2 separate regions of the Mus musculus genome follow, and region 2 is linked to region 1. The links are chromatin contacts, called in public promoter capture Hi-C maps. All regions are on one chromosome and are shown on one strand. Each heading gives the region's core, a stretch centred on a gene start, on an enhancer-like site or on the middle of the called end of the contact. The rest is flanking DNA. Distances are from core to core; before and after follow the strand shown.

Region 1 (5,061 bases), core at 2,457-4,956:
AGACCCATAGGAGACAGCCATACATGTAAATTCATCCATACAATGGGCAGACACAGGGAAACTAGAAATTCATGATCTTTGAATCCGTATCAGTACTAAAATGAAATAAAGTACTTTTTTTTACATATATATGTGTGGTAGGTGTTTGGTTTGCATGTGTATGTGTGCATGTGTTCATGCCTATAAAGACCCAAAGATGCCATCCGGAATCTTCTTCCATCTCTCTACCTTATTCATTGTGGAGGTTAAGAAAACTGAACCCAAAGCAGTATCAGTATCAGTACCAGCAAAGGCAGATTTTGAAAACACAGAAGTTATCTATCATGTTGCAGAGATCTTCTATCTCTGCTTTCCAACCCCTGGAATTACAGGCATGCCACTGCATCCACTCTGCATTACACTTGGGTCTAATTAAGCATGTGGTCGTTCACTCTCTTCTCAAACTCAGTATTCCATTCCTTATCTGACATATAGCACATACTCAGTAAACTGTTGGGATATTAATATTTGCTGAATAAAATAATAACTAAGGAGAAGCACACCAATTGGTCCTACTACTATGCAATAGTACAGAAAGGAGCCCAGAGTAAAATGGGGTGGCTGATACCTATAATCCTAGCACTTGGGAGACTCAGGTGCATGGGCTGGTGACAGCAAGTTTGAAGGCAGCCTTGGTTACATAGTGAGTTCCTGAGCAACTGAACTACAGAGTAAAACATTGTTTTAAAACATAAAGGTTGAGAAGAGATAAAAGGATGGAGGAAAGAAGGAGCAAGGAAGGGAAGGAGAAATGATGAAATGAAGAAAGGAAGAACGTGTCCAGAAATAAAGAGAAAAGAATAATAATCTCAAGATGGAAAGTACATGAATGGATAGTTTGTTTTTAAAAGCTAAGTGGTTTAGAGAAAATATGAGTGGGGGCAGAGAAAGTACATTGCAAAGCTCCAGCCCCAGGGCAAGTAATAAAAGTTCCTGCTTTAATTTTTTTCCATAATATTGTGAGCAATAGGAAAGTCTATTCCATCTCACCAGCCTCAGGACAAAAAGCTCCAGCCTCCTGAGATAAATAAAATTGGCAAGGACTCTCGGCTTTCTAGGCACCAACCATTGGTTTCTGCCTTCCCTGAGACTAAACCTGGCAGGCAAAAGAAAACAAAATAATTTCCACTTATTTTATAGGCTACCTTTTTTGCTCTCATCAATTAATTATAAGGGTCCTGGAAGTCCATTTTACATTCCCAGTGTTCCCCATTAGGAGGATGTCAAGCAGCCTCTTACCAAAGACACAAAGTTAGGACACACACATACAAAAAAACAATGCTTAGATCTCATGGTGCAGTGCCCTTAAATGCTGGTCACTGAACCCTCAATGTCACCTACTTTAAATTCCCTAAATAAGTAAAAGGATGAGGATTTGTGAGCATTTAGGTTGAAAGTGTCAAATCATAGTGGAATTAAAACATTCTTATTTAGGTTTTTTGTTGTTTTTGTTGTTTGTTTGAGAGTATCTCACTTGGATGCTCAGACTGTCCTTGAACTTATAACAATTCTCATTACAGTTATAACTGTGAGTCACCATACCTGGCTGACAATTTGTGTGTGTGTTAACTATGTAGAAATCAGAGGACAATTTGCAGTGTGTGTGTCTGGTCCTGGGATTAAACTTAGTTCCCTCGAGTTGGAAGCATGTGCCTTTACCAACTGGCCATTTTGATGATGCTGGCTAATAATTTTTAAAATAATAAAATAACTAAATCCACCTTAGTAATCCTACTCCCTGGCTCCCATTCACAGTTCACTGGATATGGTAACAATATCCAAATTTTGTACATGTTCGAAAACACAAGGAAACCAGTCTTCCATACCACACAGACTTTCACAGCAGACATTGCCTGATCCCATCTGCTTATGTTCTGAGTCTTGGCTTCCTATTTTTCAAGTACTATTTCTGATAGTTAGGACAAAAGGAGTTTCAAGTTTGCCTTGCTCTTAAGTTTACGGTGAGGATTAGTAGGGTAATATAAGTAAGAAGTTTAAATGAACAATAAAAGTGTGTGGTCAGAGCACCATGAATATCAACTTGTACATTTCATAGTTGAATGACACATGAACCCACAACTGGCTATTTGGGAAAACAACCTGAGAAAGTCAGTCTTTTTCACTAAACAAAACATTTACTCTACCAGATAGACTTGAAATAGGTAGGTAAAAATATGCACCGGCACATGTCTGTGACCCCAGCACTAGCAGGGTGGAGACAAGAGGATTCCTGGAGCTCACTGGCCAACTGATCTAGCAGATTCACTGGACCCCCAGGTCCACTGAGATGTGCTGTCTCCAAAATTTAAAGAATAAAACCTTTGAGGAAGATACCTGTGTTAACCACAGGTCCATACACACATGTACATACACACACACATAATGAAGTTAAAATCTAAAGAGATCAAGTGACAATTCAAAGTCATTGATTTTGGTTTTATGGGGGGGGGGGGTTGTGGAACTTGGGGTCTAGGAAGCAAAACTACAGCAGTGATCAACTGTATTAAAGCACTCTTTATGTGTCATGCACACAAATTACTTTCCTCACTGTGACATATTTTGTTTTCTTCATTCACCTGCAACTAAACCAACCCTTGTCTAAGGAAAATAGACATTGTCCAGTCTTAGATTCATGAGAAGTGTCTGGATTTAAATACAAGTCAGCGACATGGTTCTGCTTTGAGATGTACCTTTGTACCTTGTAAATACATTATATATTTTGGTAACAACGCTGGCTCAAACCAAAAGTGGGGAGAATAAAGCACAAGCAAGCAAGAGTTCAGGTTATTTTGTTTTAGGCAAAATATATTTAATCCAACCAATGGAGATAATAAGGTGCAGGAGTCTAGTAACTAACAACTACAAAGAATCAAACTCCTCTTGATTAACCACAGAGATTGCAAAACACTTAACTCTGAGAAAACAGAGGCGAAAGCCTGTGTGTCTGATGTCTCCATTTCATATTCACTGTGCCATTCATATATTTTGCTCATTCTGCTGCATTTCCTACGCATTTGTCCACTTCATTCATTCAGTTCTACTTCACAGTCAATTATTGGATATTGAGTACGACTATGTATGACAAGTCAGACGCTGACAACTCGAAAATGGGGCCTTTCATATCAGAAATGAAAGAACAGAACTAGGTAGAAAGTGAAAGAAACCACCAAAGCTCTCCCACCCCGTCCTGGTAAAGCCTCTTGCAAGTCAGTTGACTAGGGAAAATTCCAGATAGGGCCTTGAAGGAAGCTCCTAGGCAGTCCAGGGACGGTGCAAGAGACCTTGAAGAAGAGACAGGCACCAGCAATTTTGGTCTCTGCCTCTGGGTTTCAGTGTAACTGCAGGCAGTCTCGTCCTATGCAAGGGCACTCCAGCCCGATCAGGAAGCTCTCTGGCAGCCAGGCCGGCTGACCTCAGCCCACCCTCCCGCCTCTGGGGAGCAGCTGGTCACCCACAGCCTGGGGGGCACTCACCTGATCACGAGGCTCTGCGGAGCAGCAGCGGCCACAACACCCGGTGAGGCCTGCAGACCACAGGCACGTTCGGGGGCGGGACCAGGAAGGTCCTCAGAGCGCACTGGAGCCACAGGGCGGGCCTCCAGAGGCCTCAGGAACAGCCCGGAGCCCCAGTAGTCTGCAGGCCTGGCTTCTTTGTGTGCCAGGACAGCTGTGGAGCCCTCCCTGGCCGGTGGGCGGAGACAAAGGTGCAACCGTCAGCCAGGCCCGAGGCCTGGGCTTTAACTGAGACTGTGGCTGGCTGGACCCGACCCTGAAAGGTCTCCTTGAGCCTGACTTAAGGCAAGTAGGGTCCCCAAGGCCTGGCTTCAAGAGACTTTGTTGGAACCGTCAAACTCCTTCCCAACAAAAGCAACTCAACAGTTATTTTGTTCATGTTATCAATCACCCAGTAGCTAGGGAGGATGGATATGCGGGAAGATGGCCCAGGACTTTGAGGCTTAGCAAGGGCTACAGAATAAATGAGACCCTGTCTCAAAAACAAAATGAAGCACCAGGTTATTTTCTCCCTTCCTTAATAGTTGAAAGACTGTAAGAAAGGAGGTGATCATGAAGGCAGGGGTCATGATCTAAAACTAGGAGATCAGAAAGTCATTTTCAGTCTAGGCATTGTATCAGGGAAAGAGCAATGCTATACTACTCTTGTAGTACATGTGCGCATATTTTTGGCCCATTTATCTATCTGTCTATCTATCTATCTATCTATCTATCTATTCATTCATTCACTTTACATCCTGATCACAGTAGCCCCTCTGCTTTCAGCTCCCCCTTCCCACAGCCCCTGTTTTATCCTCTGCCCCCTTCTCCTCTGAGAAAAGGAAGGACCCCCTTGTGAACCAGTATACCCTGACACATCAAGTCACTGCATGACTTCAGTAGTTTGGGGACCTGCATAAAGTCCAAACTGCAACATGTGCACATGTTTTTAATGTTTTATGTTTTGATAAGTCCAAATTTCTTTACTTAGCCAGACTCTTATCAAAGTTATCTTTGTAAAATACTTTCCAGTTCCTGTCTCTCCTCTTAAAACACACACACACACACAGACATACACACACACAAAACCAAGGAAAAACTTAGGCATGCTGATCCATGTATGTGTTATCTCAAAACACAGAAAATAGAGGCAGGGATATTTTGAGTTTCAGGCTAACCTGGGCTACATAGGTAGATGCTAAGAAAAAGAAAACTCACATACTTAAAAAACAGGAAAGAAAAAATTAAGCATATACAAAGAAAATCATTTTGAGTCCTTTCACCTATGTACAATATAACAATCCCTCTAAACTTTGACTAGTCGCGTTGCCTTTCACAAAATATCACTTCTGTGAGGTATTCAAGGGTCTTTTCAACATGGTCCTAGCTGGCCTTTCCACAAATGGTCCCTGGGGAGTCATATCTAGTCCCAATGATTTACATTTCTCTGAAACTATCTTTGATGAAGAATAGGTTGGATTATTTCCAATCTCCTACAACAGGCTAATTTTGTAAAATGAAATTAATAATC
Region 2 (5,717 bases), core at 2,299-4,798, 220 kb before region 1:
CTACACAACATCTGACAGAGCTTTTAACAACGGGTGGATCTTCAAGCCCAAAGTTCCAAAGTCCTTCCACAGTCCTCCCCAAAACATGGTCAGGTTGTCACAGGAATACCCCACTCTGCTGGTACCAATTTGTCTTAGTCAGGGTTTCTATTCCTGCACAAACATCATGACCAAGAAACAAGTTGGGGAGGAAAGGGTTTATTCGGCTTACACTTCCATACTGCTGTTCATCACCACGGAAGCCAGGACTGGAACTCAAGCAGGTCAGGAAGCAGGAGCTGATGCAGAGGCCATGGAGGGATGTTCTTTACTGGCTTGCCTCACCTGGCTTGCTCAGCCTGCTCTCTTATAGAACCCAAGACTACCAGTCCAGAGATGGTCCCACCCACAAGGGGCCTTTCCCCCTTGATCACTAATTGAGAAAATGCCTTACAGTTGGATCTCATGGAGGCATTTCCTCAACTGAAGCTCCTTTCTCTGTGATAACCCCAGCTGTGTCAAGTTGACACAAAATTAGCCAGTACACAATGACCTTTGGATTTTCAAGCAAAGTCCTTCTCTCTTTAGATAAAGCATTAAATGATTGTGTTATTTCAGGTTACTATTGCTGTAATGAAACACCATGACCAAGTAACTTAGGGAGAGAGGGTTTATTTGGCATATATTGTTGTTTATCATCAAAGGAAGCCAGGAAATGAATTCAAATAGTGCAGTAAACTGAAGGCAGGAGCTGATACAGAGGACATGGAGCACCGTTGCTCAGTCTGCTTTCTTATAAAACCAGGACCAGGAGCCTAGGAACTACACTAACCATAATGTGGTAGGCCCTCCCACATCAATCACTAATTAAGAAAATCCCCTATAGGCTCACATACAGCCCAATCTTATGAAGGCATTTTCTTCATTGAGGTTCTCTTCTCTCAGATACTTTAACTTGTGTGAGTTTGACAAAAACTAGCATATAACTCTAGTCATTCAGTTTGCTTGTGACATAAAAAACAATCCAGAAACAAACTAACAAAACCCCAAAGGCTTATACCACCCCTGGTCTTCTTTCCTTCATTCTACATCAAGAATTCTCAATCTCAGATGACTCTTATTCCTCGGGAGATATTTTTCCTTGTCCAGGGGCACGTTTTTTATGGTAAAGAGCTCAGAAAGTATGAAATAAGGCTGAAGACAGGAGCAATACCAGTGGGGAGAGTCCAGGGATGCTCACTATCAAACAATACACAGGGAAACCTAACAAGAAAGAAGCATTTCAGCCAAAAAGTTAACAATGGTGACTATAAGAAACTTGGTACTTACTTTTGGGATAGCATTGGAAATGTAAATGAAGAAAATACCTAATTTTAAAAAATGCTCAAAAAAAAAAAGAAAGAAAGAAAGGAAGGAAGGAAGGAAGGAAGGAAGGAAGAAAGAAAGAAAGAAAGAAAGAAAGAAAGAAAGAAAGAAAGAAAGAAAGAGACTTGGTACTTTTCTAGAGATAATAAAATATTTAGGTTGAATCTCTGGTACTTTCATTTTGAGTTTCCTGATAACCTTTGGAGCACTGCATTATATTTGATTAATACAGGATTACAGAAATTAAATTATTCTTTTAACCCAGGAAGGAAGGAAGGAAGAAAAAGACAAATACAAACAATGTGGGGAGAGATGGCTGTATTTGAGGGATGATATGGAAACCTAGTGAAGGAAAAACTTCCTTAAATATATGGGTGTGCTACTAAGAAATCTCCTAATAATGAGGGATATGGAGCCTCAACTGGCTATTTCTTGTCATCAAACAAGGCTTTCAGTAGAAGGATGGAGTTACATTCAATTGATTTTGGCCAAAGGAGTCCCATAAAAATTCCTAAACATCCCAGGCTGCTAAGATAATTGATTGCGGTCTGAAAACTGGCAGTGGGGCCATTGTCAAGGACAGCAACCACACGATTCATTGAACATGGAGAAGCTGAGCTGATGCCTACATGGATTACTCACCCTATGTTCTATGCCTTTAGTGTGGGAAGATACTGTGCAAGACATCAAGATATAAACATCACTGTAACACGAAAATGCAATACCAACCCAGTCATAAAACCTTTGACCTGCAATCTGTCCTGTCTGAAAGATAGGCTAGGTCAGTGGTGGCTCAGAATTTGTGGGAGTAGCGAACCAATTAAGATCCACTCCAAGAGATGAAACCCATACCCAATACTTTCTTGGTAACCAAGAACCAGAGACCAGAAAGATATCTCAGAGACTTAGGGTAAAATCAAACACTACTGTTCTTAAAACAAACAAGTAAACAACAACAACAACAAAGTTATGTCTCAATAAAATGACTCCTAGTGATATTCTGATATAATCATAGATCAGAGCCTTATCCAGTCATATTCAGAGAGAGGCTATTTTGCTGTGTGATGACTTGGTAAGGGCAGCACAATCTAGATTCTGATTCAACTTCCGTTCTTTAGTTTTGCCTTTTTGCTTTAAGGCATTCCCAGGTGGAATGGAATCACTTAGGGGTAAGATGAAATGGGCAGTCTCGAACCTAGAGATGGATCCCCATCATGTATCTGGGTGTCCCTCTGGATGGATAACTCTGAGGTTTAGCTCTGCTATCAGTCCTCATTTTCTGTTTCTGCCACTATGGTTTCTTTTTATTGCCACAATCCCTTTAGTGTATCTAATCAGATATAAATTCTATTCATAACGACAAAAGATTTTCAGTGAACTTTCAAACACACATTTTTATCAAGTGGGGTTGACGTGACATTTCTACTGTAGTTCAGAAATCATAATGCTCACATTCTCACTCTGATTCTCTATAGTAATGCAAAAGAGAGCTTTCTAGACACCTTGATGTGTGGATCTTGAATGTTCCTCAGTAAATATGAAGGGTTTCTAGGATGGCAGTAATGGGTTGTGGTGGAACCTGTAGGCATAAGATTATGGAAGAAATCCAGTTGGGGAAAAGTAATGGGTCCTGCCCATGAAGGGTACTTTGAGACCCTAGCCACTTTTTCCTTCCTCCTATTATCACTAATCATGAAGTAAGTTTTTGACCTGCCACAAGTTTCCTATTGTTGACATTTAGCATGTCAAGCAAAGGCCAAAGAAACGGGTCTGCACACTTGAAACTTTCGAAACAACCCCTTTTCCTTATGAGTTAATTATCTCAGATATTTTATTACAGTAATGAAAATTGGACCAATGTGCATGATGTTCTGTTGATAATGAAGATATTCGGAGGCTACTCTAATAGCTTCCAAAGGGCTTTTTTCTCAATAAAAATGTACCTCCTTCAAGATTTCTTGAATACAGTAACTTGTATAAACCACAGAGATGCAAGTTTATTATAAAATAAGACTAGAGATAGAATTTTGAGCTTCAGTTGGCTTCAATAGGGCTCAGTTGGTAGGATTTGTATCAGACCTCTATTCTGTTACTTTTACATTTTGAAGTCCAATAAAACCTGTTTATCTTATTGGCATTTGGAAAATTCTGTGGTAATCCCTCTTAGGTTTATGAATTATGCAATAGAGTTCCAAAGTGTCCTAATGTTACATCAATTATACACACACACACAAACAAACACTTTGGCAGAGCTGAAATTCACTACAGTTTACCCATGACTTTTGGGATAAAACATAAAATGTCTTTCTATACAAACTACTTATTTTCACTAAGATTCTGTGCACACATTTCTTGTTCTCTTAATTTTAATGAAAATAAACATGGGTTAAAAAGCTACTGTGTAACCAGTCTCAGGATAGGAATTAGAGAAAAGGAAAAGAAAATAAATAAAATGTAGTGTTAGTTTTAGGTACTTGCAAGCTTCAGTTAAAACTGTCACCATAACAGTGGCACAGCACACTGGGACTAGGGGAGAGTTACCAGAGAAGGCTTTCTGGGAGACATAGATAAAAGGTTCTGGTTTACTGAGGCTCACTGACAAATTTAACCAATCTAATGGGGGATGAAATACTTGACCCTGCCTTCACAGTGGTACTGAGAAAGTTACAAGGAACATTCATCCCTAAATACAGTCATAAAGACTAAAATCTAATAAAGAAATATAAGGAATGTATATTTTTTCTGTTGAAGCTATGCAGTTACCTCTTTGTTGGGGAACTTCTGTTAACCTGTTTTGTACATCTTAATAACAAGATATTTATGACCAACTCTATGGAGTGCTATGTACACATGAACATTTTACCTTTAGTTTCAAGAACACACACACACATCACATCACATCACATCACATCACATCACATCACATCACATCACATCACATCACATCACATGTGTGGAGGTCAGAGGATGACTTCTAGGGAGAAGTCCTTGTCTGCCACCTGTTGAGGCAGGCAGGGTTTCACTTGTCTGGGCTGCTGTGCTTTCTTCTATAGGCTAGCTTCTTGGAAAACTGGATTCCATGTCTCTGCTTCCCATCTCACTTTAGAAGTGTTGAAATTACAAATGCATGCAACTTCATCTGCCTTGCTCCATGTGTTCTGGGGATCTGAACTCAGGTTGTCAGGCACACACTTTAACCCAGTGATCCACCTTCCTAGCAATTTCTGAAAACACTTATCTACCCATCTGGAAAAGATGAATGTAGAGAGTAGAGCATCTTAATAGAGTCCAATGTATTTAACACTCAGACTACTAGGCAATTAAATGAAAACATAAGTCTACAGAAAGGTTAGGTCAAGAATATTTAGATACTTTATTTACAATAGTCTGAACCTAGAAATCAGTACATACCTACCAAGTGCTGAGTAGATAAGCATATTGTAATAAATCCAATAAAGTGCTATCTGGTGACACAAGAGAAGAAACAATTGAAAAACTAGTAAGTTCCAAAAGTTGAATTTAGAGAAGTCTGGCAGATTATATGAATAGATTACATGTGAAATTCTAGAACATATAAAATATAAAAATCACAGTTAGATATCATATTTAGCATGATTCCAAGGATGGATCTGACTGGGGTGGTAAAGAAATGAAGAAAAGACAGACACATAGACATGCAGAAAAGCTGGGGTCAGATAGACTGGGCTTTCTGATGGAGGAAATGGAAGCTCCCCATGACTATTATGTTGACTTGAACAGGGAAGTAGGGTTCTTGTATACAACTGAACAAGGTGGTGGGTTTCTTAGATACATATAAACAAGGAGGAAGTCTTTTTTATGCTGTGCAGCTGGATTAAGGAAACAAGTTTAGATAATCTTAGTAGGAACAATCTCTGTATGAAAGCAGGTCATAAATATCTATCCAAGAGAAGAAAGATATGGTAGACATTTTCTGCACACACTATCAATATCCTCACAAGGATGAAAGAAAGGCTTTGACATTTTCCTTGGGCATCATCAGGTAGGTAAGGGGTTTTCTCACTTCCACAGGTCTGAGGTATGACCATGTCACATTTTCTTAACACTTCACTACTGAGGACTTCTTCACTCCCCATAATTGGAAACAGAGATAATTGCTTGCCAGTGGAAAAGGAGGTAGAGAAAGAAGTAGACTACAAAGAAACCCAAGGGGGACTTTGTATGATGAAAACAGTCTCTTCCATGATTGTAGTAAGGGTTGCTGAATATGTTGTCAAAGCATATTCATTTACACACTTAAATTGATAATTTATTGCTTACATAAACAGACTCCAACTATCCCAGCTAGAAAACGCACATGGCTTCCAGCGAACTGGCAGAACCAGAACTATCTG

What was found. Promoter capture Hi-C pulls out the DNA fragments that hold promoters and counts their contacts.
Region 2: a promoter capture Hi-C map of liver shows a contact between it and region 1, with 4 times the contacts expected there. The contact joins the enhancer-like site here to the promoter of Cpq in region 1. A contact is called at or near these places in 3 of 39 promoter capture datasets (the 3T3-L1 cell line, 3T3-L1-derived adipocytes and liver), 1 of 484 Hi-C or Micro-C datasets (liver), 1 of 115 datasets of contacts at active chromatin or transcription factors (bone marrow-derived macrophages) and 1 of 9 other capture datasets (liver).

What each region holds. Positions count from the first base shown.
Region 1 is chr15:33,081,774-33,086,834 of GRCm38.p6, reverse strand. Cpq (carboxypeptidase Q) reads right to left here and starts at 3,706. Exons shown (of 8, transcript NM_176073.4): 1 at 3,513-3,706.
Region 2 is chr15:33,303,597-33,309,313 of GRCm38.p6, reverse strand. All of the region lies in intron 4 of Cpq (carboxypeptidase Q), which reads right to left. Among named protein-coding and RNA genes, the nearest start is that of Cpq, 220 kb to the right of the region's middle. Within about 2 kb of position 3,548, at least 2 of the 459 cell types and tissues checked have an H3K27ac peak or open chromatin away from gene starts, as enhancers often do. A contact at or near this core is called in liver, where this site is marked.